Regions from separate parts of the Zea mays genome. Here all the other regions are linked to region 1. The links are chromatin contacts, called in public Hi-C maps. All regions are on one chromosome and are shown on one strand. Each heading gives the region's core, a stretch centred on a gene start, on an enhancer-like site or on the middle of the called end of the contact. The rest is flanking DNA. Distances are from core to core; before and after follow the strand shown.

What was found. Hi-C and Micro-C count contacts between places; a contact is called where the count stands out from the background.
Region 2: a Hi-C map of ear shows a contact between it and region 1, with 2.5 times the contacts expected there. The contact joins the enhancer-like site here to the promoter of LOC103651350 in region 1. A contact is called at or near these places in 2 of 25 Hi-C or Micro-C datasets (ear and leaf).
Region 3: a contact with region 1 is called in a Hi-C map of tassel, with 1.9 times the contacts expected there. The contact joins the promoter of LOC103651348 here to the promoter of LOC103651350 in region 1. A contact is called at or near these places in 2 of 25 Hi-C or Micro-C datasets (bundle sheath and tassel).

The regions. Positions count from the first base shown.
Region 1 is chr3:214,109,083-214,113,695 of Zm-B73-REFERENCE-NAM-5.0, forward strand. It overlaps LOC103651350 (O-acyltransferase WSD1), which reads left to right and starts at 2,211. Exons shown (of 7, transcript XM_020550512.2): 1 at 2,211-2,779; 2 at 3,223-3,819; 3 at 3,924-3,990; 4 at 4,092-4,168; 5 at 4,274-4,498. The coding sequence starts at 2,483.
Region 2 is chr3:214,339,197-214,343,809 of Zm-B73-REFERENCE-NAM-5.0, forward strand. No RefSeq gene overlaps it. Among protein-coding and RNA genes, the nearest start is that of LOC103651353, 19 kb to the right of the region's middle. Within about 2 kb of position 1,890, at least 12 of the 20 cell types and tissues checked have an H3K27ac peak or open chromatin away from gene starts, as enhancers often do. A contact at or near this core is called in ear and leaf, where this site is marked.
Region 3 is chr3:213,903,864-213,908,476 of Zm-B73-REFERENCE-NAM-5.0, forward strand. LOC103651348 (glutamate synthase 1 [NADH], chloroplastic) reads left to right here and starts at 2,602. Exons shown (of 23, transcript XM_008676969.3): 1 at 2,602-3,235; 2 at 3,800-4,158; 3 at 4,273-4,392; 4 at 4,476-4,589. The coding sequence starts at 3,823.

The sequences.
Region 1 (4,613 bases), core at 961-3,460:
GATGCTCTTACTTCACTTCATGCTTTCCATCTGAACCTTGCTACTTAAAAATTCTATGCTTCTTACTTCAAGCTATTGCAAAAATAATTGCTTCTATCTTGCCTTAATCTTGATCAATTTTCATAGATGCCTTGCAAGCATCAGATTGCTCGCATGAGTCCCTGTGGAAGGCTTGCTACCAAGGGGCTATCTAATGAGATCGTCATCAGGGTGGAGAGCAAAGAAAAAGGGGTGCTCATAGAAGATGAAGGGGAGGGGAGGGGAGGTTTCACCATAGGATTCCCAGGAAGAGGAGGTAATCCCTGGAGATGAAGAGTCCCAAGAGACACCCCAAGTTGTTCCCGGAGGGGAGGTCATGCCGCAACAACGTGTGTGGTGGACGATGGAGTTTTATTTGAAGAAGGCCAAGGATATGACCTACTAACACTCCTTGCTCACGTACGACTATCCTTGGAGGGTACTATCTAGGCTAGCAAGCTAGGGGTACTATTGCCAATTTACCATGAACACAAACATCCCCTTGAAGCTACCTGCTGGAAAGGTAGATCTGTTTGTCAAGGTTTGGAATGAGAACTAGTCGGAGAAAGAAGAAATCGGGAAAGGTTCTTTTCATATACTATCACGTAGGTGTATGGTATGGGGTAAATCTAGCTATTTAGGGCTAGTTTGGACTTTGGAGACCCATTTTTCTAAAAGATTTTTATTTTTCTAAGAAAAATTAGTTTATATTTTTTTTGGCTAAATAGGAAACTTTTAATAAAATAGAGTTTCTAAACTAGCCTTTAAACTAAAACTAGTCGGTTGTCTGTGCATTGCGACGGCTTACAATAATACCCACGTAAATTATCCATCAAAAAAATTTCAAGATTTTTTATTGATGGTCTCCGCTCTCTAGCTCTCTGTATAATATATTTTTTGATTTGGCTAACTGATGTTATTGTTTACTCCATGCAAATATGTCTTGGTACAACACGGCTAATAAAGTGAGTGATTAAAGAGAGTTTACAACGATTGACTGAATGAACAGAGATTATAAAATGACATAATTTCATCATACAGAGATCAAATAAGAGAAAGTTTGTGAGATCAAGTTTATAAAATAAGTCCTATGAAGTCAAACTTATAAAAAAGATAGATCAAAATATGGAGTGATTGCTAAAGTCAGACATCAATAAAAACTGGATGCGCTCTATATAAATTACGTTACTTCGTAGCAATTACTAACGTTTAAAACCAACAAATAACCTTTCATTTTGATGTTAGTGTGACAAATCATTGCTGCTCCATCCAATTCGGCAACCTCAAACACCATATAGTCCATTGCGCCAATGTGGTCTCAGTCGGCCCGTAGTGTTGGCCCGGTCCGACACGATTATTTTTTTATTTTACAAAAAAAACGTATATACCTATATACAATTTATATTCAATATTAAAAACATTTTAGCGTGATGTTCTACTGGTTAGACAGTTTCACCCAGTGTCTCCTGCCCTTCTTCCATCAGGGCATGGGTTTGAACCCCACCTTTGCACCGTTTTTTAACATTTTACGCTGATTTAATTAAATGGATCGACGGGCTGGCCCGACACAGTTAACAGACCGGCATGACGTGCCTGTGCCATAGCTGTGGCCCGCGTGCATCTAGCCCGTGTCGGGCGTCGTTACGCTGATTTAATTAAATGGATCGACGGGCTAACGGGCTGGCCCGACACAGTTAGCAGGCCGACATGACGTGCCGTGCCATAGTTGTGGCCCGCGTGCATCTAGCCCGTGTCGGGTGTCGTTTGACATCTATAGACATGCATCGAATTAATTTGAAATAGCTGTGAGGAGTTATTTGTAAAAAATGACGCACGACGACCGTTGAAACTGGTGCTTTTAAGTATAGTATAGATATCGTTGTATGGATCATGTTATCTAAATAGTTTTCTGCTGGATTCTAGATTCCCTGGTGAAGTTAGTCTATGATGAATTTTATATCCATATTTTTGTAGCGAGGAAGCTGGCGTCATCACACAACGCTGTAGAAGAGTGCCGCCTAAATAATAAGACTTCAAGGCAGAGGCTGCGACCATCGATGGCCCGAGGCAGCGAGCCATCCACGTGTCTGGCCGTGCATTCAGCCGCAGCACGCCGCGCAAGAATTACCCGCAGCCGCAGGTCGCGCCGTCGCGGCCGCCCCGGTGGACTATTCCACCCGCCCCACGCAGACCACACCCAGTGGCTAGGCTCGCACGGAACCGAGCGCATGCAGTGGGCAAGTCGCAAGCGAGAGAGCGCGCTCGGTTTTCTTTTCTTACTACTTCCCCTGCACGTGCACGGACGCCACTGCTAACTAGCTAATCTAGCAGTCAGCATAGGAGACTGGTTGGAGAGAAGAGAACCTCAGTGCGCGAAAAAAGAACTCAAGCCTCAAGGAGGGTATACGCCGCCGCGCCGAGTCGTCCACGTCCGAGGAGGAACGCACGCGCTCACGCGGCGCCGATGGATGGAAGCGGTGCCGGCACCGGCAGCGCCACGCTGCTGCGGAAGCGGCCGCTGTCCGTGAACACAGCGTCGTCGACGGCGGCGGCGATTGAGCTCGGGAGCAAGCAGGCCGCCGGGGTTGTGGCGGCCATCGAGGAGGAGCCGGTGAGCCCGACGGGGCGGCTGTTCCGGGAGCCGAACTTCCGCTGCCACATCGTGTCCGTGTTCGGCCTCGGCGCGCCGGTGGACCTGCCGGCGCTGCGGGCCGGGGTCGCCGCCACGCTCGCGCGCCACCCTCGCTTCTGCAGCGTCCAGGTACGTACGGTGTCACCATCCACTCCCGTTCACGGTTTCGTGCGCTCTACGTGGTTGTCATGAATGAACGAGGAAGAACTGGTGTTAGACGGTAGTACAACGCAGCCCGTGAAAAGGAACGGTAGAAAAGGGCCGAAAATGGGATGCGTGCACCGATTCCTTCAACTAAATGATCTTAGGACCTGTTTGCCATTTATATATATAGGTATCGGAGGCGATGCAATTGAACTGGATTTAATAACAAAATAAGCTTTGGTATTTGTTAGAAATCAAATGTCTAAAAAAAAGATATGACCGCTCTATTATTCTCCACTTCTCAACCAAACACCCTAAACTTGTATGGGAGTTCGCAACATGATTGGGCATATGTTTTTTTTTGTTCTTCGTTGCTTCTTGGTTGTTTTGGAGCGAGAACCACTACACCACAAATGGTTGCGTTGCAGGTGGTAAATGAGAAGGACGCCAGACCGAAGTGGATACGGACAGCGGTGAACGTGGACGACCACATCATCGTCCCCGAGCTGAACCCCGCCACCACGTCGGCCGACCCGGACAAGGCGCTGGAGGACTACGTGTCGTCCCTGTCGACGCGGCCCATGGCGCACTCCCGGCCGCTGTGGGAGGTCCACGTCCTGGACTTCCCCACCGCCGACGCCGCGGCGGCGCTGGCGCTCCGCGCGCACCACTCCGTCGGCGACGGCGTCTCCATGCTCTCCCTCTTCATGGCCTGCACCCGCAGCGCCGCCGACCCGGGCGCGCTCCCTTCCCTCCCGCCGGCCCGGCGCGCGGGCCCCGTCCACGCTGTGCGGCGGCCCGCGGGCGCGCTGGCGGCGCTGGCCGCGTGGCTCCTGTCCTTGCTCGTGCTGGCGTGGCGCACGGCGGTGGACGTGGCATGCTTCGTCGCGACGGCGGCGTCGCTGCTGGGCGACGCGCCCACGGTGCTCAAGGGCAAGGAGGGCACCGAGTTCCAGCCCAGGCGCTTCGTGAACCGCACGCTCAGCCTGGACGACATCAAGCTCGTCAAGAATGCAGTGGGCTGCGTAAGTGTGCTCCTCATGGCTCTTCGTTCCACTGGCTCCACTATACTACACCACTGTTCCACTGGCTCAACAAATAACTGCTTGCGCGTTCTGTACTTTTTCAGACTGTAAACGACGTTCTTCTTGGGATAACCTCTAGCGCTCTGTCTCGGTATTATTACCGGAGAACAGGTGAGCGAAGTGCTGAAAAGCAAAAAAATAAATTTCTTTTGCAGTGCATCGGTTTACAATTACAACCGAATAGATGACGCCGCCGTAGCCAAAATCTGCAGGTGAAAGCGACAGTAAGAGGAGCATCACGGTGCGGTCGGCTGTTCTCGTCAACTTACGGGCGACGCCCGGCATACATGTGAGCTTCTCTGCCACGTGTCCTCTTTGATCACACAGCACGCCAGCTGCGGGGAAGATTATCCTCTTCTTGCTGTTGCTCACAGCTAGCCATAACAACCGGTAGGCACTGGCGAGCATGATGGAGTCCGGCAACGACAACAACAACGGCGCCGCGAGGTGGGGAAACAAGCTGGGCTACATGCTGATCCCCTTCCACCTGGCCAAGCACGACGACCCCACGGAGTACGTCCGTACGGCGGCCAAGGTGACGCGCAGGAAGAAGAGCTCCATGGAGTCGGCCTTCACCTTCTGGAGCGGGGACATGGTTCTCAGACTCTTCGGCATCAAGGTGCGTGCGCTGGGTTTCCTTTCCTATCTCGATCGACCCGGCGCTATTGATTCACCGGTGATCACCGCGCGCGGCCGCGCGCGCACCCCTGACAGACAGAGTTTGGTGCAGGCAG
Region 2 (4,613 bases), core at 640-3,139, 230 kb after region 1:
ATTTTATAATTTAAACTTATCAGAAATTTTATCTTTTTTTATTATGGCTAAAGTATAATGAATTTTTAACTTAAAATTTTGTATATAATTGGAGTAAGATTGAAAGAATATGTATGAATTTTTTTCAGATATTTTTGTAAACTTTGTTAGTTCATGTATACCAAACACTCATGTGCACGTAGGCACGTAGTGGATATGTTCTCGGGAAGAGAAATGTATCAGCACGGCCTTTGAAATTATAATAATAATAAAAAGTTAGACGATATCAATGATCCAATGTTCAAACCGTTACGTTTGATGGTCACAACGGCCACTCTGTGAGTAGATGGACATTACACAACAGGAAAACTACTACAATATATTGTCTAGTTTCTTTATTAAATCCAAAAGGGAATTTGCGAGGTTTGAATTCAGCATATATATGAGCAGTATATGAGTCACGATCCCACAGATACCTGTGTCCCCTAGCTTGTTCTTGTTGGTTCCCAACTGCATGCATGCATGCTCTTATTACGTGACGTACGTGGTAAATTAACCGCGCCATGAATGAACCCCATGATCCCTGCACTGCATGCGCAAACGGTCGCGGCAAAAGCGCATCTGCGGATGGGGAAAGGAAGACGAGGAGCAGCGCCAGGAGCCAGGAGGCAGCGAGCGCGCGCGTGGCGCGGACGTAAACGACACAGCGGAGCTATCAGCTGACACGATCGAGCTCGACGACGACGAGCAGAGCAGCTGGCGTGTTCTTTGTGCCAAGGTCGCGTCAGCAGCCCACGGTGTATTTTCCTACCGGCGGCAACTGAAATAATGGCTCAAAAGAAACACAGGTGACAGGTAGGGGGGCGCTGGGCGTCGTCGTCATCCATCGTCTCTCCCTGCATGCTGCGCTAGCTAGCTGCTACTCGACGTCCGTCTCCGGGACTGAAACTGAGAGCCACTGTCTGTGGTCACATGTTTGTTTAAATCTAATCGTAATGAGATACTAAACTATAAACTAATATTGGCTTGTTCAAATTTACTAATATTCGAGTATAAATCATTACTATTACTATTTACGTTATATTTCGTGAACCAGACCCTGAGGTTCTCAAACTCGACGCAGCGGGTTTCTCGAGACGACTACAACTCCGGTACGGTGTACCGGTAGCTCACATGGCTGCATGACGCTGATGCCTCTGGTCCGGTCAACCCTGGGAAACCGTTGGCTCTTGGTACGGGAGTGGAAGACTGGAAGTTGCGGTTGCGGTTCGCAGCTTCGTGCGCCCCTGCCGAAACAGGAACCTGGCTGCAGGAATGGTGGTCATGCCGCGCGCCGTACGACTAGGGAATTAGCTAGGGGCATGTTTCCATCGATCACTGTGTTGTAGTACGCCGAGCGTCTTCGCCTTTGACACCAGACACGGAGGTACTGAGGTAGTACGCTCCTCGCTGCTCCAGAGCTCGCGTCTGTACGTGAAATGCTCGCGGCCGCAGGTTTGATTGCTCTTGCCGGTCGCGGACGGCGCCACGGTTTTCTGGCCCGTTTGATTGCTCTTGGCTCTTGCTCTGCTCCGCTGCGCTCATCTGAGAGCGTTGCTCCTTCCACTTCCACTGTCTGTAGTAATTGTGAGTTGCAGTCTCTAGTGTGTGTGTGACCTGCTGAACCTGCGGCAAATTTAAATTGCCCTAATTACCTGGCTAGCTAGATCGTGCAGGTGAGTGTTGTGTTCGACCGATTTGAGCGTTAGGTTCATTCAACAAGTAAAACAAGCCGTTTATCTCCTAAGCGCAAACTACTGTCACAGGCCTCGCGAGCACACCTCACGTCGTTAGAGTTATAGGGCTTGTTTGGTGGGCTGGCTCGAGCGCCACACCACGCCACACTCCGGCTGCCGCGGGTGTGGCGCCCAAATCGGCCGGCGCCGCAGGTGTGGCGGGCTGCGGCGCCGTAGGCTCCTCTCTAAACAGGCCTATAGTCTTATAGAGTTTAAAAGTTAGCTAAAGCAACTCCAAGAGTCTAACTAAATGAACTATTCTCGACAAATAATAGAAAAACTGCGGTTAAAACTCCATCCAATTGCCATCCCGTTGAGACCGCTAGGCATTTTTGTCGAGCTCGCCATCTCATTCCTGTGCTGCTCTCACGCCCTGTCGTCGTCCAGTGGCAGAGCCAGGCCAAAACGTGAAAACGAGAGCTTGGGCACCGTCGCGTCGACGAGCCTCACTCAACCACGGATACTCCCTCCCTCCTCGTTCTCATAGCCGTCTGTCTGCGCGGATACCACTGATCGGTAACACCTAAAACCTAGTTTTTCTTGTTCTAGTTTCAAGAATCTAGCGAGCTAGCTAAACGGACGGTTACTTTAGATGATTCGATTTAGATCTAGGAATCTAAAACCATGGCAAAGGAGCCCAATGTCTTGTACTTTGAAGTGGCCCATCTTCACTTTTAATTGTTTATTAATTAGGCCCATAAACGAGAAACGAAGCAGCCGAAGACTTTGGTAGCACCGGGTTGGGCTGACAATTTATATTTGATTATTCTTTAACAATGGGCTGGCTTCTCAGTTTAAAAAAACAATGGGAGGTTAACATATAAGTAATCTATCATAGACCGTATCAATTTAATCGGACCAAGACACGACACAGATAAATAGTGGATTGTGTCGTTCTGGTAGGCCGAAAGTCTGAACACAAGCATGATCCGACTAATTTTAAACGGGTCGTGTCGTGCTAGGCGGCCCAGGGCCTATCTTGTAACCTAGCTCAAAAGTAATTTAATTTTCCCTAATTTTTATTGTTGTTTTTTATGTCTTTTTAACAGAGCTCGAAAGTGAGGACCGAGTTGGTCATACTTGTATATAAGGTGGGTTAGATTAGGGCGAGTAAGGTCGGTCCACAAATGGGTCATGTTAGACCATGCTTGTCGGCGTTTCGACCCCGGGGGGTCCCTGGACCGACGAGTAAATTGTCGCCGCGTGTCCCAGCCCAGATGGGTCGGCGCGAGACGGAGCACGAAGGGGGAAAGAAACAAGCAAAGGGGAAACCCGCGGCTTTCGTGTTGCCCTGCGCCCAGGTCGGGTGCGCTTGCAGTAGGGGGTTACAAGCGTTCGCGTGGGAGAGCCTTACGCGTCGGCCCGTCCCCCCGCGCGGCCAACCTTCTCGTACGAGAGCCCTGGACCTTCCTTTTATAGGCGTAAGGAGAAGGTACAGGTGTACAATGGGGGGTGTAGCAGTGTGCTAACGTGTCTAGCAGAGAGGAGCTAGAGCCCTAAGTACATGCCGTCGTGGCAGTCGGAGAGGTTTTGGCACCCTGTTCATGTGATGTCGTGGCCGTCGGATAATAGCTGGAGCCCTGCGGAAGGACAGTTGTCGGGGCTGTCGAATCCTTGCTGACGTCTCCTTGCTTCCGTAAGGGGCTGAGCGCCGCCGTCGTTATGGGGCACGCGGGGCGCCATCATTATTTGTTTACCAGGGCGAGCCAGATGGGACGACGGTCTTGTTCCCCGTAGCCTGAGCTAGCTAGGGGTAGGGTAATGATGGCCCCCCTGTAACGTGGTCGATCCAAGCCTTAGGTCAGGCGAGGCGGAGGCTCCTCCGAGGTCGAGGTCGAGTCCGTCTTCCAGAGTCGATGTTGAGTCCGACCCCTGGGGTCGGGCGAGGCGGAGTCTGTCTTCCGAGGTCGAGGTCGAGTCCGAGCCCTGGGGTCGAGGCTGAGTCCGACCCCTAGGGTCGAGGCTGAGTCCGACCCCTGGGGTCGGGCGAGGCGGAGTCCGTCTTCCGAGGTCGAGGTCGAGTCCGAGCCCTGGGGTCGAGCGAGGCGGAGACCGTCTTTCGAGGCCTAGGATGTGTCCGAGCCCTGGGGTCGGGCGAGGCGGAGTTCGTCATCTTCCGGAGTCGAGGCTGAGTCCGAACCCTGGGGTCGGGCGAGGCGGAGCTTCCTATGTCGCCCGAGGCTGGACTTAGCTGCTGTCAGTCTCACTCTGTCGAGTGGCACAGCAGTCGGAGTGACGCAGGCGGCGCTGTTTCCTTGTCAGGTCGGTCAGTGGAGCGGCGAAGTGACTGCGGTCACTTCGGCTCTGTCGACTGAAGAGTGCGCGTCAGGATAAGGTGCCAGGCGATCCTTGCATTAAATGCTCCTGCGATACGGTCGGTTGGTGTGGCGATCTAGCCAAGGTTGCTTCTCTGCGAAGACTGGGCCTCGGGCGAGCCGAAGGTGTGTCCGTTGCTTGAGGGGGCCCTCGGGCGAGACATGAATCCTCCGGGGTCGGTTGCCTTTGCCCGAGGCTGGGCTCGGGCGAGGCGAGATCGTGTCCCTTGAGTGGATTGAGCCTTGACCTTAATTGCGCCCATCAGGCCTTTGCAGCTTCGTGCTGATGGGGGTTACCAGCTGAGATTAGGAGTCTTGGGGTACCCCTAATTATGGTCCCCGACAGTAGCCCCCGAGCCTCGAAGGGAGTGTTGATACTCGCTTGGAGGCTTTTGTCGCACTTTTTTGCAAGGGGACCGGCCTTTCTCGGTTGCATTTCGTTCCGGTGGGTGCGCGCGAGCGCACCCGCCGGGTGTAGCCCCCGAGGCCTCGGAGGAGTGGTTTGACTCCTTCGAGGTCTTAGCGCGTTTCGTGATGCTTCGGC
Region 3 (4,613 bases), core at 1,352-3,851, 200 kb before region 1:
GTTCTCTAAAAGATTTGCTAAATCAATAATTTAGGTAGTTAACATGAAAACTATTCTCCAACAGTTCTCTAAATAAACTTTCTAAATTTAACAACTTATCATCTAACCTCATTTTCTCTCTACATTTGGCAACCATTTAACAACTCCCTAAACAAAAATGTTGACTGTATTATATAGTTTTTGTGACTTTTTTTATGTGGATAAATACAAAACAAAATTACAACCTATATTTAGAGAACTATTGGAGAACTCACATTTTTTTACTCCAAAAGTTATTTAGCAACTTCTTAAATCTGTGATTTAGAAAGCTAAAATGTACATAACTATTGGAGTTGCTCTTAGTTTCCACTACAATGGTACCATCCACCTTATGTTGTATATATCTATATAGCTTTTATATGTTGAGGGTTTAAGTTAAAAGTCTTGCCTAGGTAGAATCCTAACTATCCACATTTAGAATCAGAGAGGATAACTCACAATCCTTTTCCAATTTTTTTTGAATTACAGAACTTGAATGCATTGTGGTTGGGTAAATTTCTGAGTTTTTTTTAGAAAAAACCAGGACGCTTAACACTGGAAAATTTATAATGTTCAAAAAAATATAACAGATAAATCGACTTGCAACTTCAACCAGAACTAAACAAAAGTACTTGAGCATTATTCAGGATGAGTTAATTACGTACCATGCTAAATGTGACTATCATGATGCAATAGTACAATTAGAGGCTTGCTCAGCTGGACAACCGCGCAATTTTGGGGCTTTGGAGCTCCCATGTGGGCGCTTAGCATTTTTGGTCAGGTATCTGGAATCTACAGGGCTCGGCCATCGCGAGGAAGACCACGTGTAGAAGAAACTCTCCCCCAGAAAGCACCTACCTTCCCCAGACACGTGGGGCCCGCGGAGGCCCCCTGCCCGCTTTTTGAATCCGGGTGCGTGCGCGGCTTCCTAGGCCTGCCCCTCTGGCTCTGAGCTTGGGGCAGTGACGGAGTAGGCCACTAGCGTCGGATAAAAACAAGCGGTTTCGAATTCGGGCGTTTAATTAATCAAAATCCATGCACTGTACAGATAGTGTTAAATAAATAAATAAAATAAAATAAGCACACAAGATAAGGGCGGCAAACAAGGGGCGTGGTGATCTCCAAAGCGGCTGTGGCTCTCCGCATCGACGGCGGCGCGACGGCCGGACCGCAGCCGTCGGATCCTGGGCCCCACATACATCGGGCGGCTGCTGTTTTTGCTAACAACAGTATGCTAGGCAGCGACTGTGGACAGCACGAGTCCCCGTCGTGTCTGATCTGGCCGTGGGCCCGCACTGCCGCTAAATGCAGACGGAAGAGTGCAAAATTGTAACCGTCTCCTGATTTTATATTTCAGGCCAAAAAGATTCTTTCGAAGGCATTTCACCTCCCGTACTCCCTCCCTCTACTATACTCCCTTTGTTTCCGACGTTCGTCAATTTTGGCTTCTAGTGTCCATAGTTTCTTATATTATTTGTCTAATCCGAAAGATTGCATGGTAGTTTTTTTTATTAACCCTAGTGATTTATATACTTGAATAAAGATCGATCTTCATGTCCCTTGTTTTTTTGTGTAGAAGTGTATTGGTTTCACATAACAAACCCCACTTCTTGAAACAGGTTTTAAAAATGTCCCGTGCGTGTAAATAAATTTTTTTAATTGTTTATCAGTTTGTTCAAGTGAAACACATCACAAGAATGCAAGAACATATCTAATGTTCCTATACTATTTGCTTCTCCGATGGTCTGTCTCATGTTTGCAAATATAAAAAAATGCGTGAAATATTTCAAAAAAATATAGATGTACCTCTCAGTTATCTATGCCAATGCAAAAGATGAGCTTAAGTAGGAATTAGTGCAATGAGAAGAAAAAAGGGAATTAACCTATGAATTAGGCGGCGGTGCAATTGCTCACCTCGTGTAAGCGGGGATTTTTGTCGTGTCATCGCCTTCCCTTCACGCATAAGATGCGTATCACTAGAGGATACATGCCGTCCACGTCACACTCACGCGTGATTTGTGCAATAAGATAGAATGCGATGTTGTATCCTCCTTTCCTCAATAGTGCCAACTAAGAGGTGATAAGTTTGGGATCCTCTTATTGCTCTTCCTCTAACCTTTTTCTAGGATGCCTCTTCTTTTTTGGTTCTCGTGTTCATTGTGAGAGAGGCGACATGTTTTGCCAAATCAAAAGGGACCACAAGTGAGGAAACTTCAATAGTGTACATAATGTATATAGGGTATAGAGGGGGAAAGTTGCGAAATGAAGAGACCTTGAACTTTACTCAAACTAAAAAATATCTAACTATTTGCATGGATGCATACACATCACCTTACACATTGACACTGAGATTTCATTGACACGAAGTAGTTATTTCAAGTATGGTTCATTTGTACGAGTTCTTGCAACTAGTTGATAGACAAAGAATTAGTTGGATATATAATATTGACCGGCAAATAAATCGCTAAGCAAGAACACCATTCACTAAATTAATTATTAAAATCGTATGCAGAATATGTCACAGTAAATGTGTTCCGCCGGAAAGATATTCAGACAAATGCTATCTATTTAGTATGATTTGCTAACACGTTTCCATTTTTGTACACCAAAAAAGCACCATACAGGCAAGGGGTACAACGGAATCCTGTTTCTTGTAGGGACCCATACGAAATATGGCTGAGATAGCCTCACCTAACAACAACAAAACTCTTAAAATAACCAAATAAACAGAGAAAACCAAAAAAAGGGAAACAAAATTTGTGAGAAGATTGGGGGCGAAAATATAATCAGTGGGGCCGTATGCGTGCGTGGGGACGCCACGCGAGACGAGGAGAGCGGGGTTGGCAGCTAGGCGCGGTGAGGGCGAGCTCACCGCCACCCTCCCTCGCTCCTCCCCTCTATAAATGCAGAGGCGCCGAATGCTCCCCAACGCCCTGTACAATCCGGGGGAGAGGTCAAGGAAGGCGAGCGACGCTCGGCAGGCAGGGCATCCCGCGAGGCCGCGACAGAGGCGGCACTCCGCTCCCACCAACCCACAACACCGATCCCCTCCTCGCCGAGCCGCCGCCGGGGATAAGCGTGGGGAAGTGAGCAGCCAAAATCTAAGACACCGATCCCCGGGCGTGAGTCGCGAAGGTAGCGGCGGAGAAAAGGGCGGAGCCACAACGCGGTCGTGAGCCCGCAGCCACCGGTTCCGTGCGGCTAGACGGAGAGAGAGGTATCCGCTCGCTGCACCCTCTTGCCGTGACCCGCGAGACGCTAAAAAAAGCCGACGGGATTTGGCAACTTGGCGGTTTGGTTCGGCTGTAGCGTGCGTGCGTGGTTGGTGGCATACGCGGCCGTCTCGTTGCTTTTATTTATTTCGATCCGTTGATGTTTGATTCTGCGTCCGTCCGTGCGCTGCTTCGTGAATCTGCTGTGTCGCGGCGGCGGCGGAGGAATCCGCACCGCCGTGCGTGGGGTTGGTAGATCTGTTCATCCCTGCGTGTGTTTCCGCCGCTGAGGCGTTTTCTTCGTAATTCTTTTCGGGAGTGCTCTGTTACGCTGCGGAGTGGGTCGCACGCTCTTTTCTGGATGCCTATGGTGTTGACATGTGGGCGTAGGGAAGGGCCGAAGCCCGAAGGGGACAGCCTTGAGCTTTCTGCTTGTTTTTTCGGGTGCTTTTTAAATATGTTTTTTCACGCATTTCTGGTTCCCTTTTCCCCCGCGTGGTGTTGTAGATCGATGAACAGCTAAGCGAACACCATCTGATGTTCGTCGTTGTTTGACTGTTGCATGACAGGTTGCGAGGCTTGCTGTTCAGCCATGTCGACGGCGCAAGGGACAGCGTTGAGGTCGGCGCCGCTGGGCGCAGGTCGTTGGGCCCGACGCGGCCGCCCCGTGGCGGCGCCGTACCGTTCGGGCTGGCAAGCCTACGGTGGCGTTTCCCTCGAGGGCAGCGGATTCCTTGGCCGCGTGCACCGCACCGAGGAGCGCGTCGCTCCGCGGGCGCCCCACGCGGCGGCACGCGACGCCGAGGTGGTGAGGCCGCTCTCAAAGCTCCCGAACAGCAGCATTGGGCTCTACGATTCCTCATTCGAGCGTGACGCTTGCGGCGTTGGGTTTGTCGCTGAGCTATCTGGCGATTACAAACGCGAGACTGTGAGTTACATCGATTCCTTCAAAGTTCAAAGAGGCGATGCCACATGCATTGTAGCTACACTATTTTGATGTATCATGTTCGGGATGCCGATTTTGCTCTCCTTTTTACCCCAGGTTAATGATGCTATTGAGATGCTTGAGAGAATGGCTCACCGTGGTGCCTGCGGCTGCGAGAAGAATACAGGAGATGGTGCCGGCATCATGGTCGCTCTACCACATGACTTCTTCAAAGAGGTGAGTTTCTTTGCAACAAAAAAAAATAGAAGAACAGATTTGTTCTTTTCAACAGTTATTCAATTGTTTTTGTGTTCTTGTAGGTCGCAAAGGATGCTGGGTTTGAGCTACCCCCACCAGGCGAGTATGCTGTTGGAATGTTTTTTATGCCAACAGATGAAAAGCGTCGTGAGAAAGGCAAAGCTGAGTTTATGAAGGTTGGTGTAACACTGTTAATAAAT